Regions from separate parts of the Rattus norvegicus genome. Here region 1 is linked to region 2. A link is a contact called in public Hi-C data. All regions are on one chromosome and are shown on one strand. The core of a region is the stretch at or near the end of the contact, and the rest is flanking DNA. Distances in the headings are between cores, read along the strand shown.

Evidence for each region. A called contact is a pair of places that touch in the nucleus more often than the background predicts.
Region 1: a Hi-C map of the A7r5 cell line shows a contact between it and region 2, with 4 times the contacts expected there. The contact joins the promoter of Dus1l here to the promoter of Sirt7 in region 2. A contact is called at or near these places in 4 of 12 Hi-C or Micro-C datasets (the A7r5 cell line, the Rat2 cell line, frontal cortex and 1 more).

Annotation. Positions count from the first base shown.
Region 1 is chr10:106,558,389-106,564,527 of GRCr8, forward strand. Dus1l (dihydrouridine synthase 1-like) reads right to left here and starts at 2,523. Exons shown (of 14, transcript NM_172018.2): 1 at 2,435-2,523; 2 at 1,562-1,808; 3 at 946-1,054; 4 at 412-462; 5 at 1-94. The coding sequence starts at 1,798. It overlaps LOC120095225 (a long non-coding RNA gene), which reads left to right and starts at 5,419. Exons shown (of 4, transcript XR_010055925.1): 1 at 5,419-5,923.
Region 2 is chr10:106,399,068-106,404,695 of GRCr8, forward strand. Sirt7 (sirtuin 7) reads right to left here and starts at 2,431. Exons shown (of 10, transcript NM_001107073.1): 1 at 2,316-2,431; 2 at 2,112-2,249; 3 at 1,904-2,008. The coding sequence starts at 2,411. It overlaps Mafg (MAF bZIP transcription factor G), which reads right to left. Exons shown (of 3, transcript NM_022386.3): 3 at 2,566-5,628.

The DNA.
Region 1 (6,139 bases), core at 1,273-3,772, 160 kb after region 2:
AGCATCTGGGCGTATCTCACTGTCTTGTCAATCTCTGGGAAGACACGAATTTTGCACGTGACAGGAACAGAGAGTCGCTCATGAGCCAACAGAACTGAGAAAAAAGACAGTCTCTGAGGGAACCACAGTGCTACTCCAAGGTGGCCAAACCCCAGTAAGTCCCCATGGAGCACTGGGAGCTAACAGGAGTAAGGACGCTGTCCTGGCACTGATTCTAAGGGGATAGTTGGTATACATCAGGGGACTCTATAGTCACCTCCTTCCAGCAGGAAAAGTGCTGTGGCCAAGAGCCCCCAGAGGGATCACCGGTGTCCTCTCTTGAGCCCCAACCAAGCAGCTGTGCTTATGAGCCCTGTCAGACTGTCTCTGGGGCGACTCACTCGCTGACACGATGGCATGCAGCCGACTCACTCATTCTTTGAAGAAGATCCCACTCCTCCTGCAGAAAAGCGCCATAGCGACCTGCAGAGGATGAGAGTGGCCCCCATTGCACCTATACTGCCATGAACCCCCTACCAGCCCAGCTCCTCAGACTACGGAGGACTCCACAGCTAGGCCAGGTGTATAGGTGCCAGCCGAGTTTCTGGTTAGAGCAGGACTGAAAATGAAGTCAAACAGCTTCTCAGCTGTCAAAACTCCAAAGTAGCCTAAGACCAATAATGCTTGCTTAGGGGCCCAGTGAGCCAAAGGATTGCGGAGCCAAGGACCCCCCGCCAGCCGGTCACATTTATCAGTGGGATATCTACGTGGCCAGCAGAGTTTGGTCCCCAGTCAAGCAACTGGGAACTCTCTAGGATGATAAGACCAGAGAAAGGAGTGCTTGCTGGCTACAGGTGTCATTACAGTCAGAGGCAGGGATTAACTCTCCCCATGCCCACTGATACCCAGGCTCTACCAGAACAGGCCTGGACAGGCGTCAACACAGGACTGTAGAAATGACCTCACCTCTCTTGGCTATCATCTGTGGGCAGCCCAAGTTCAGGTCAATGGCATCACAGTAATCTTGTGCTAGGAGAGCTGCCTGGACAAACACCTCTGGGTCGTTGGCACAAAACTGAAGAAGACATGAATGTCACCTTTGGTCAAACCAGGCCTACGACTCTCCCTGCCTAGGCCACCCAGCCCTGTGAGGAATCCCATGGTGACTCAATGAGCTATGGTCTTTCCACCAGCATGTACAATATGATAAAGTGGGAAGATCTCATACCACTAGGGATATGAGTTGTACATGACATGTAACAGAAGCCACTGGCATAAACTTTTAAAGAACTAAGAGTTCTCGACAGGAGGGCACTGAGACAGGAGAAGTATCAAGGTAATACTGATGCTACAAATCCCTCGTGCTCTCCAAGCTGCCCCTTCACAGGGCTTAGACTGTCCCTAGCTTTGGGGATGCTCACTCAGCAGCTGTGTCTCACTGCATGTGTCATGCAAGGCTGCAGGGACCCCGACCCTCCTCCTGGGTTATATGTATATGGTGGGGACAGCTTGGGAATGCTGTCCTTATACACATGGTCTGGAACCCGGGTGCTACTCAGGTAGCCACAGTCCCTCTGCTCACCTGCACAATGAGGGGCCTGTCCTCAGGGCACACATCACAATATAGGTTCTCTTTCCGATAGTTAGCATCTCTAACGAAGACCTGGGCATGTAGCATAGGGGTGTAGCATAGCTGGGCTCCATGGCGGCGGCTTAGCAGTCTCCAAGCTAGCTCACTCTGGTCCACCATGGGTGCCACCACATGTCGGGCACCCCCAAGGGTGCGGCTCCAAAACTCAAAACCCTGCAGTTTGGGCATCCTTTCCACACTAAAGGCAGAAGAGGAACACGCTCTCATTTCAGCCATAGTACACCATCATACCTCAGGAGGGTACGAAGTTCAGCTCAAGGGGCTGACCACTCTTGTCAGTTATAGCTGCCTGCTTCCCCAAACACAGGAGAGGTATATCCAGGCACAGGGTCGAGCTGCCCTCCACCTTTCTAGCAGTGACCCTGACATACCATTCACCCTCTCTGAACCTTACCCCCTCATCTGCCACTGGATTAAACGCCAGCCTGGTGGAACAGGTGTGAAGGATAAACAGGTCTGTGCCCGAACAAGGAAATCTGCGTCCCTGCGGGCCGGACCTGGCCAGATGAGACCTCCCGGCAGCACGAGGCCTGACGCCACCTCACATCTTGGGTTGGGAGAGCAGCGAGTATGTCAGCCCCGAAGGCCCCTTTCCTAGTCTGGCCTAGAGTCTCCTGAGCTAACCCTACCCCTTGGGCTGGCCCGGGGCCCGAGACAGACACCGGACGACGTCAAAGGGGCTTGAATTAGAACTACTTCCCGCACCGTCGGAGCTGGCCGGGGTTCAGTGAAAGCCTGTGGCTGCGGGCACGCTTCAAAAAGAAAAAGGGACATACATACAAGGCCCCGCAGCCTCTGTCTTACCCGCTGCGCCGCCAGCAGGACCCGCAGGAAGGCGGCGGTAGCCGCCAAGCACTATGGCTCAGTCTCAGCGCACCACCGCCGGAAGTGCCGAAGGCGGAAGCGCACTGCCAGGCGCTCCGCACCGTCTGCGGTGCGGCAAAGAACAAAATCCTCGGACACTGCAGCTCAACGCTGAAGGGACCGGCCCCGTGGAAAATGGAGCTGAGCAAGTACAGACTGCGCGTGCTCGGGAGCCACGTTGTTCCTTCCAGACAATTGGCACTGAGAGATCTTTCCTGCATCCCCAACCAACCCCCGCATTCCAGGACCAGCCCTTGGTTCTTCCGACGCAAGACATAAATTCAGTATAATACCACAGTAGAAAACGAAATAAAGAATTATTACTTCAGATCCTAGATAGGAAAGGCTACGAGGAGCCTGTCCTTTGCGGAGTAATGAGATGCTTCCTAGAGGAAAGGAACATGCATAAAGAAATATGGTAGGGTTGGGGATTTAGCTCAGTGGTAGAGCGCTTGCCTAGCAAGCGCAAGGCCCTGGGTTCGGTCCCCAGCTCCGAAAAAAAAAAAGAAGAAGAAGAAGAAAAAAAAAGAAATATGGTGTTGGCCTTTCGGTGATGGCCTATACCTTTACTCCCAGCACTCAGGAAGCAGAGGCAGGCGGATCTCTGTGAATTGGAGGCCAACTTGGTCTACAGAGTGAGTTCCACGACAGCCAGGGCTACATAGAGAAGCCCCAACGCCCACCCCCCACCAACTCCCCATCTCAAAAACAAACAAAAAAGATTTCTCTCTTAAGTTCCACAATCCTTACAGAAACATTGTGTCATTCAGTCCTGGTCCCCAGCCTTGGTGCAAATGCTAATACATACTTCATAATGATACATGTATGTGTAATAATACATGCATAATGTTATAATGATATAATGTAATATATGTATTACACAGGACATTTATAATCCTTTAATTTTCTGCCTTGTAAGAAAAATGACAGGAAGCTGGGTGGTGATGCCACATGCCTTTAATCCCAGCATTCTGGAGGCAGAGGCATGAGCATCTCTGTGAGTTGGAGGCCAGCCTGGTTTACAGAGCTAATTCAGGATAGCTGGAACCACATAAAGAAACCATATCTTGAAAAATAAAATAAAAAATAAAAAAATAAACAAGAGGGGCAGGAGAGATGGCTCTGAGGTTAAGAGTACCGACTGTTCTTCCAGAGGTCCTGAGTTCAATTCCCAGCAACCACATGGTGGCTCACAACCATCTATAATAGGAACTGGTATGTCTGAAGACAACTACAGTGTATACTTGTATACATAAATTGTACTTGTATACATAAATTAAATAAATAAATCTTTAAAAAAGAGAGAGAGAGAGAGAGTACTAATTGTTCTTCCAGTGGTCCTGAGTTCTATTCCCAGCACCCACAAGGCAGCTTACAACTGTCTGTAACTATATGCCCTCTTCTGGTCTGCAGACATACATACAGATAAAACACCTTAAACACATAATTGATTAATTAATTTTTTAAAAAGAAAATGGGAGAACAAACTTCACATCCACAGCTGGGCATGGTGGTGCACACCTTTAATCCCTATTCTTCATATCTCTGGGAGGCAGATCTCTGAGTTCAAGGACAGCCTGGTCTACAAAGTGAGTTCCAGGACAGTCAGGGCTATGCAGAGAAATCCTGCCTCAAAAAAGCCAAAAACAAGACAAAACAAAACAAAACCTCCCAAAGTACACTACTTAGCTTTATTCACTTATAGTGTTATAGCCTGACACACCTCATCCCCGGATAGCTTTAGCCATTCTGTCCCATGCCTGCCAGATATTTCATATTGTTGCTGTAACATGCCTCCCAGCCATTGACACAGAGAAGTGACTTGACTCAGAGCAAGGACATGCTGACCACAAACCCTGTTTTGTTCTGTATGTTCCGAATGTTCTGTATGAGGTTTGCTAATCTTAAGAATTTCCACAAAGCTTTACGTAGGACCTATCAAATCAAAGGTCAATATGAATTGTTATGTCTAAAATATCTTGAGTAAGAGCTTCCTGCACCTGTGTGTGGGTTTTTTCCCCCTTATAAGCTGACAAAAATATATCTGTTGTCATAGTTCAGATAATTCTGAGCTATGGCGCTGGTCTGACCAGGGCGTGTGTTCAAGAAATTATTCTTGCTTAACTGAGGTCAGTGTTCATATGGTTTGTATGGCAATTCCTGCACCCCAATAATAGCAGTTCTAGCATTGTTTATAGACCTGAGCTTCTACCTGGTATAATTGTCCCTTGAGCTAAAATATCTTTCAGTCCTGATAGATCTGAGAGATCAACCGTCTCAGTTTCACTCGTTTGTAAATCTCTGAAACCCCAAACAAAAAAAGAAAAAAAGAAAGAAAAGAAAACGAAAACAAGAAAACAAAAATAAATAAAGAAGACAACAGCTGGATGTGGTAACACACACACTTGTAATTCCAGCCAGCCTGGAACTCTCCATTGTCCTGAGCCCTGGGATTGCAAACATGTATCACCACACTCCAGCTCCAGCTGGTTTTCTTGGCGTTCCTACTGTTTTGTGTTTGTTGAACTTCTTTCATCCATAAGTTAATTTTTTTCCCAGCAATATTTCAGCTATTTTTTTTTTCCTTAGCAGGGTCTGTAACCCAGGTTGGCTTTGAACTAGGATTCTAGCTGAGGATCTGAGGATGACCTTGAATTTCTGTTCCTCCGGTCTCCCCATCTCCCCAAGTACTTCTTTTATGCTGTGCTGGAAATCAAACCCAAGCCTCGTGTGTGTTGGGCAATCGCTCTACCAGCTCACATCCCCAGTCCTTTCTTGCTCTTTTTTTCCTACTCTTCCTTTGTCTATGCAACCGCCTAAGTTTCATTGTTGGCAGTATCTTGCCTGGAATTCTGCTTTGTTTTCTGAAATCCTCTTGGCTGAGCAAGGGCGTTCTCTACCCTTAGGTTGGCCTGCCCCCTAGTGGAACCTCCCAGCACTGTTTGTTAGCTGAGGCAGCCAGGCCACCCCTGCTCCAATAACTAGCAACCGAGAAGGGACAGCCTGTGATTTCCACTCATTTCTCTTGGTAGGGACCCACTGTTTTACTGTAAGGCTGGGTTAAGACTCTGAGACTGGGCCTCCCCAGAGCTGAACTTCGAACCTCTAGAGGGCACTCTTTTTGGTGAAAAAGGACCCTGACAGACGTTTGAGCCGTTGGTAGCCTGTGCTGTGGCCCCGGGCTGGCCCATGGAGGAGGGAGCTTGTCCTTAGCTGCACCCATCTAGAATGGAGCTTGTATCATGCGGGCAGAGAGGAGGGATGGGCCAAGGCAAGTACCCCAAACCCACACTCCCTTCCTGGAAGGATTTGGTAGATTTTCCTGAACACTGTTTCCCCCTTGGCTGAGAGTCCTCAGAACAACTTCCGGGACTTTTTTTTTTTTTTCTTCGGAGCTGGGGACGGAACCCAGGACCTTGCGCTTCCTAGGTAAGCGCTCTACCACTGAGCCAAATCCCCAACCCAACTTCCGGGACTTTCAATGACTTTCTGGAGACTTTTCACCAGAAAAGGCTGCTTTGCTGGGGACTGTCCTCTGAACCCCTCTGGCCACCAGCAGTATGGGACCCTTTTAGTCCAGTATGACTCACACAGATGCTCGGGTGTTTTTAGGGTGCCGATGTGTACTCCCTTGTACTCTTCTCC
Region 2 (5,628 bases), core at 1,181-3,680:
AACTGTTTAGGCTCATCAGTGTCCGAAGGAACAGGTTTTAGAGTTCAGGTCACTATTTAGCAAATAGTGACCCCAGGAGAGGGTCCTCTGTCCACTTATATCCTGCAGCTCTGAGGTTTTCATTCCAACCTAACATAAAACCAGGTAAGCGTTAAGTAATTTCCCACGACAAACAAACAAACAAAACAATCTAGGAGCCGGGAGTCTTTGGATCCTGGCTGGGAAAGCCCTGTATACACTGCTGCTTAAGCTCAGAGAAGCGCCTGCCCTGGCAGGTAATTCCAACAGAGGGAAGGACCTCAAATGGTGCTTAGGTCACATTTACGAGCTGCGAGCAGAACTTAGTTAACCACCAGGTTTGTAGAGTCACTGCTGTAAAGCCAAAGCTGGATCATCGCAGGGCTATGAAGGGCTAGGCCTGGAATGCTTATGCCCCAGATGGCTGAGCTGGAGCAGCAAATGTTCCTCATTTTGCTCCTGGGTCATTGCTGTCTGTCTGTCATGCTTCCTGCCCTCACATTTCCCTGCAAGAGCCCAAGATGCCACTCCAGCAGCAAGGCCACCAAAGGGTTTCCCAGCTTTAAGGATTTTATGTCTGAGCCTGTAGTAGGTTTTGGACTATACCTTTGTAACAGAGGTCTTCTTTTGTCTGTTTGTATATGTCTTTGCATTTGTGCACATGTGTGTAGACCCACATGTTACATGTGTTGGTGTGTGAATCTCAATGCCCATCTTACTTTTTTTTTTTTTAACACATTTGTTGGGAGGGAGGTGCAAGGGTCATGAGCACAAGGAAAAGTCAGAAGGCTCCTTGTAGTCAGTCCTCTCCTGTGTGAGCTCTGAGGACCAAACTCCACCAGGCTTGGTAGCAAGTGCCTAGTTATTCAGGGAGCCATCTCACAGCCCCCACCCCCACCTTCCACTACACGTGGAGCTCATGGATTTGGCCAGGCTGCCTAGCCAGCAGGCTTCAAGGGGTTCTCAGCTTATCTTCCCGTTCTGCGGTTACAGGGGTGTGGTATTGCTTAGCTTCTTCATATGCATTCTAAGAGTTCAAACTCAGGTCCTCATGCTTGCACAGCAAGCATGTTACCCACTGAGCCATCTCACCAGACCACTTTAGGGCTTCTTCAGAATAGAAACTGTTCACCTGGGTCAAACATTCATTCCACACTCACACATGATTGTACTGATACAGTCACACGTTCAAAGGTAGTCATCCCTCAGCCCAGGAAATCTCTCAGAGTCAGGAGCACAGCATTTCTCGTTTGTACCTGTTGTACTGTGTGACTCTGTCTTTCTTTCTTTCTTTCTTTCTTTCTTTTTTTTAGACAGGGTCTTGCATCAAGCTTTGAGCCAGGCTGGCCTCAAGCATTTGACCTTGAGCTTCCTCCCCTACCAGGCTTCACCTCCTGAGTCCTGAGATTAGAGATTTGGGACTCGACACTGGTTTTTCATTTATTCACATGGATCAATGTCTCCACTTTAAGTGAGAAGCCATTAGCAAGTATTTGGTTACTACATCCTACTACCGCTCCGTGTTTGACTGGCTTTCATAAATTAAGCATTCTGAAACTCTTTGACTTAGCTAAATTATTATTTATTGATTGACTTATCTTTTAGCCCCTGACTGTTCTGGAATTCCCTATGCAGACCAGGCTGGTCTTGAACTTACAAAGATCCTGTCTCCCAAGTGCTGGGATTAAAGGCATGTGCCACCTTGGTCACTTTGCCTTAGTTAAATCTTAAATCTAGAATTGTTTTGTTCCGGATCTCCGAGAAAGGACACCTTGAAGTTATTTCAAAGGTGAGAGAGCATTTGAACTCCAGCACTGAACAGCCCAAGTTTGTGCCCCAGAAGGGGGCGCCCCACACCTGAAGCAATGTGCAGGCCGTCACTTACCGTGCTGATCCCAGCGCCTGTGTAGACAACCAAGTGTCTGGCACTTCGGACAGCTCCGGCTAGTTCGCGGACCTTCCTCCGCAACTCCTCTGGGTCATCACACACCTGACAGGAGCCAGAGCTGGTTATTCCGGCCGCAGCCCACCGCCTACAGGCTACAGGCTATAGCCTACAGCCAACAGCCCAGCACCCGCTGCCCGCGACTCGCCTCCTCCTGGCGGCGCTTGAGGCCCTCACGCCGCCGGCTCCGACCCTGAAGCTCGGTCACCAGATCCTCACTCTCAGCTAGAAGCCGGCCCTCCTCCGCGCTGCGCTCTGCAGCCGCCTTCCTCAGGATGCGTGACACCTACGGACGAGCAGTAGGTGAGCGACTGCGCGTGCCGGCGCGAGCGCGGGCATGGCAGTGGCTTACCTGACGGAGGCGCTCCCGCTGCTGCTCCTCCCGCAACCTCCGGACCCGCTCAGCCGCTTTGCGCTCCGAGCGGCTCAGACCGCCACCGGCTGCCATCGCTCCCTGGACTGCGCTTCCGGCTTCCGCTTCCGCCTCATCCGGCAGCTACAAAGACGCATGCGCGCGCCCTGCCTTTCCCACCCCTTCCGGCTCGCCCTTCCTATCCTGGTCTTTCCCTTGCTCCTTCACGTTTCAAAGAAACACCACCAGATCTCTTTAAAAGGCGTTTATTGATCATATACAAAATAAAGAAAACCTTATATATCACAAACATACACTATGTACAGCAATAAATACCCGGGGGGCCAGGCCCAGTGCCGCCCCTCCTGGACAATAATTTAGCAATAAATACTGCGCAGGGCACGGGTGGGCACCAAGGCTGCTGCCTGCTGAGGCCAGGTGACTTGATCGCTCTGCACTGATGCCAAGTCCAGACCTCACCTTGCAGCCAGATCCCCGATGGCCCTACCCAGGTGCTGGAGACAGGGTCTCACCTTGCAGCCACACAACAGCCCCTCCTCACTTGGATGTTTAAGGACCCTCACCCCATTTAGGGTACTCTCTACTAACCTCCCCCTGGCTTCAGCCCTGCAGGGCAGGCAGGGGCTGATCAACTCTGCTTGGACACACCTCTCAGCACCAGGAGACCAACAGAGCTGGACACACAATAGCCCTTGTCCTGTTGCCCTAAGTTGCCAGGAGAAGGCTTTCTGTACCCATTCCCATTTGGTTAAAGGCTTCAGGGACTAGCAGACAGAAAGAAATGGGAGGAAAGGTAGGGTTGGGGCATGAAGTTGCTGGAGGAGCCAAAAGCCCAACTGGGGCCACAGAGAACAGGGAATCTATCAGGGACACTTCCTGAACACTCTACCTCTCAGGGGCAGAGTACATAGGTGTGCAGCTGGCCCGGGAGGTATAGCACGCACCCAGGACACATGCCAGAAACAAGGAAGCTGTGAGCAGCTCGCACACCCATGCCTCTGTGTGGTACTAAGTCTGTCCTCTCCACAACTGCTCCCAAACCAGGCAGCCAACAGCACTTAGAAAACATGCCAAGAATTACTCAGTGGCTTTGGGGGGGGGGGGGATCGTTAATGTGTTGGTTCCTTTCACCAAACCACAGCCTAAAAGAGTAACTCAGAAGATCCCAGAGCGGAAACAGTGTAGCAGGCTGTGGCTCAGACACCCCAGCTGTGGATGGGAGCTTTGGCCAAGTGGCCACACCAGAGAGGGAGGTAGCAGGGAAGTGGCCTCACCATCTCCAAGTGGGCTGTAGCTTATCAAAACTGCAAATCCTGGCCTTGAACACCAAGGCTGCTGCTAGCACAGAGTACACACGGACCTGAAAGATGAACTGAGAACAGCCTGCTAGGAAGCCTGGCGATGGTAGTGGTCCCTGTATAACTCAGTGTTGCCGTGGACTCCCTGCACTGATGGTACAACACCCAGACTAGCAGCTAGACACAACAGAGGGGAGGACTCTCTGGGACCATATTCTACAGAGGAAACTGACCCACCTCCTGCGGGTTTTCTTTGAAATCTGAGTGTCCATGTGGAAGGAAGGAGTCGGGCAGTCAAGATAGGAGGGAAGTCACACATTACGGTTTACTTAGCGGAGAAGTTTGGGAGACCTGGCCTCAGCCCAAGCTCTCCATTCGCTGTGTCAGAAAGTCAAACACAACACCCTCACAGTAGGAAAACGGAATTAACAATGATCAGGAAAACAGCCAACAGTCACAACTGGACACAGGATTTACTGTCAAGAAATCAGGGGAATGGGGCAGGGAGTGGAGCTGCAGGGCTGGCTCAATAGGGAACGTTCCCCAGACTCAATAAGAAGATACTGCAAACCTGAAAGCCTTGAGCACGGCTCTATCCGGTTCAGAAGCAAAGATCTGCTACTCCTGTTTAACACACATCTAGCCTCAGCCTCCTCTTCCTCATCCTCCCAAAAGGCTGGACCCATGCAGGAGGCCATTCTCAGCTATACACTACAGCCCAGCCAGAATCAAAGCACTCAGAAAGCCTGTCCCTCTCCTCCTCTAGGCATGGGCCAGCTCTGCTTGCCAGTCGGCATCAGCAACTCACTGGATACCAGTTAAGAGACAAAGGGAGGGAATGAGGTCACCTGGTAACTTATAATCAACAGTCCAGATTTCCACCCATATCCGACTCAGGCATCAATGGGAGTGTCTGAGCACCTTGAGCCAAACCAGCCTACCAAAAATGCCAGGGTGGCAGAGGTCCTGCTCCCAGAGCACTGCATGCTGTGTCAAACTGAGTGAAAATCCTGCTGCCTACGAGGTAAAGGCCTATCAGGCCACAGTCTTTCCTTTTACCAGATCACATTTCTGTGCTTGTCAGGGATCCAGGGCCCCAGAGAAGACACCAGCAATGTCAGCAAGAGGCTACAGGCCATGTGACCACAAAGGGATGTAGCCTCTTATGGGTGGGCATCCGCCTATGAGGAGCTTCCTGAGCCAAGCCTGGAAGGGGGCAGCCTCCACTGGAAAGCTGGGGTGAGGAGGCAGGCTTGGGACCTGCAGAGAAGCACCTCCAAGTCGAACAGCGGATCCCTGGAAGACGCAGATCCTGAAGGAGGCAGAATAGGGCCCAGAGCCAAGAGCTGCAGACACTGGGAAGAACAGACTGGGCCCGAGGGCCAAAGCCTTTGTCTGGCCATGGTGGAGGCCTCCAGGCTCTCACAGTGAGACAGGGAAGAATGGGTTGCCCCAAGTGGGGCCCCTAACCAATCTGCCTGGGAAACAACACCCCACAGAACGGGGTTTCAGAAATACACGAGTGACAGGACTCCCAATCCACAAGGTAGGCCCCTGGGGCGGCCTAGCTGAGGCCCCAATGAAGACTCTAGGAACTAAGCTGAGGCCAGAAGGAAGACGGCCGAGGACAGGTAGGGCACAGCCCTGTGGGCACCCACAGTGACACCTTGGTCCCTGCAATGTCACCACCCAGGGCCAGAGGTGGTGGATGTGGAAGCAGCATGGGGGCCCGATAGCTCCCAATTTCACTTACTCTGCCACTGCCTTAAGCCAAGCCCTAGACCCACAATGCCAAGCCAAGGCTCAGAGGGACCAAGTGGCAGAGGAATGGACAAGTGCAGAAGAATGTGAGCCAGCAGGCAATCTCCTGTACTCCAGCGGCAGAGTATGTTCTGCCTGGGTCCAGCAAGCCAGCAGAAGCAAAACCACAACAAAAATCCAAAAGACAAACACACATACACACACGCACACACACACAAAAACACAGGGACAGC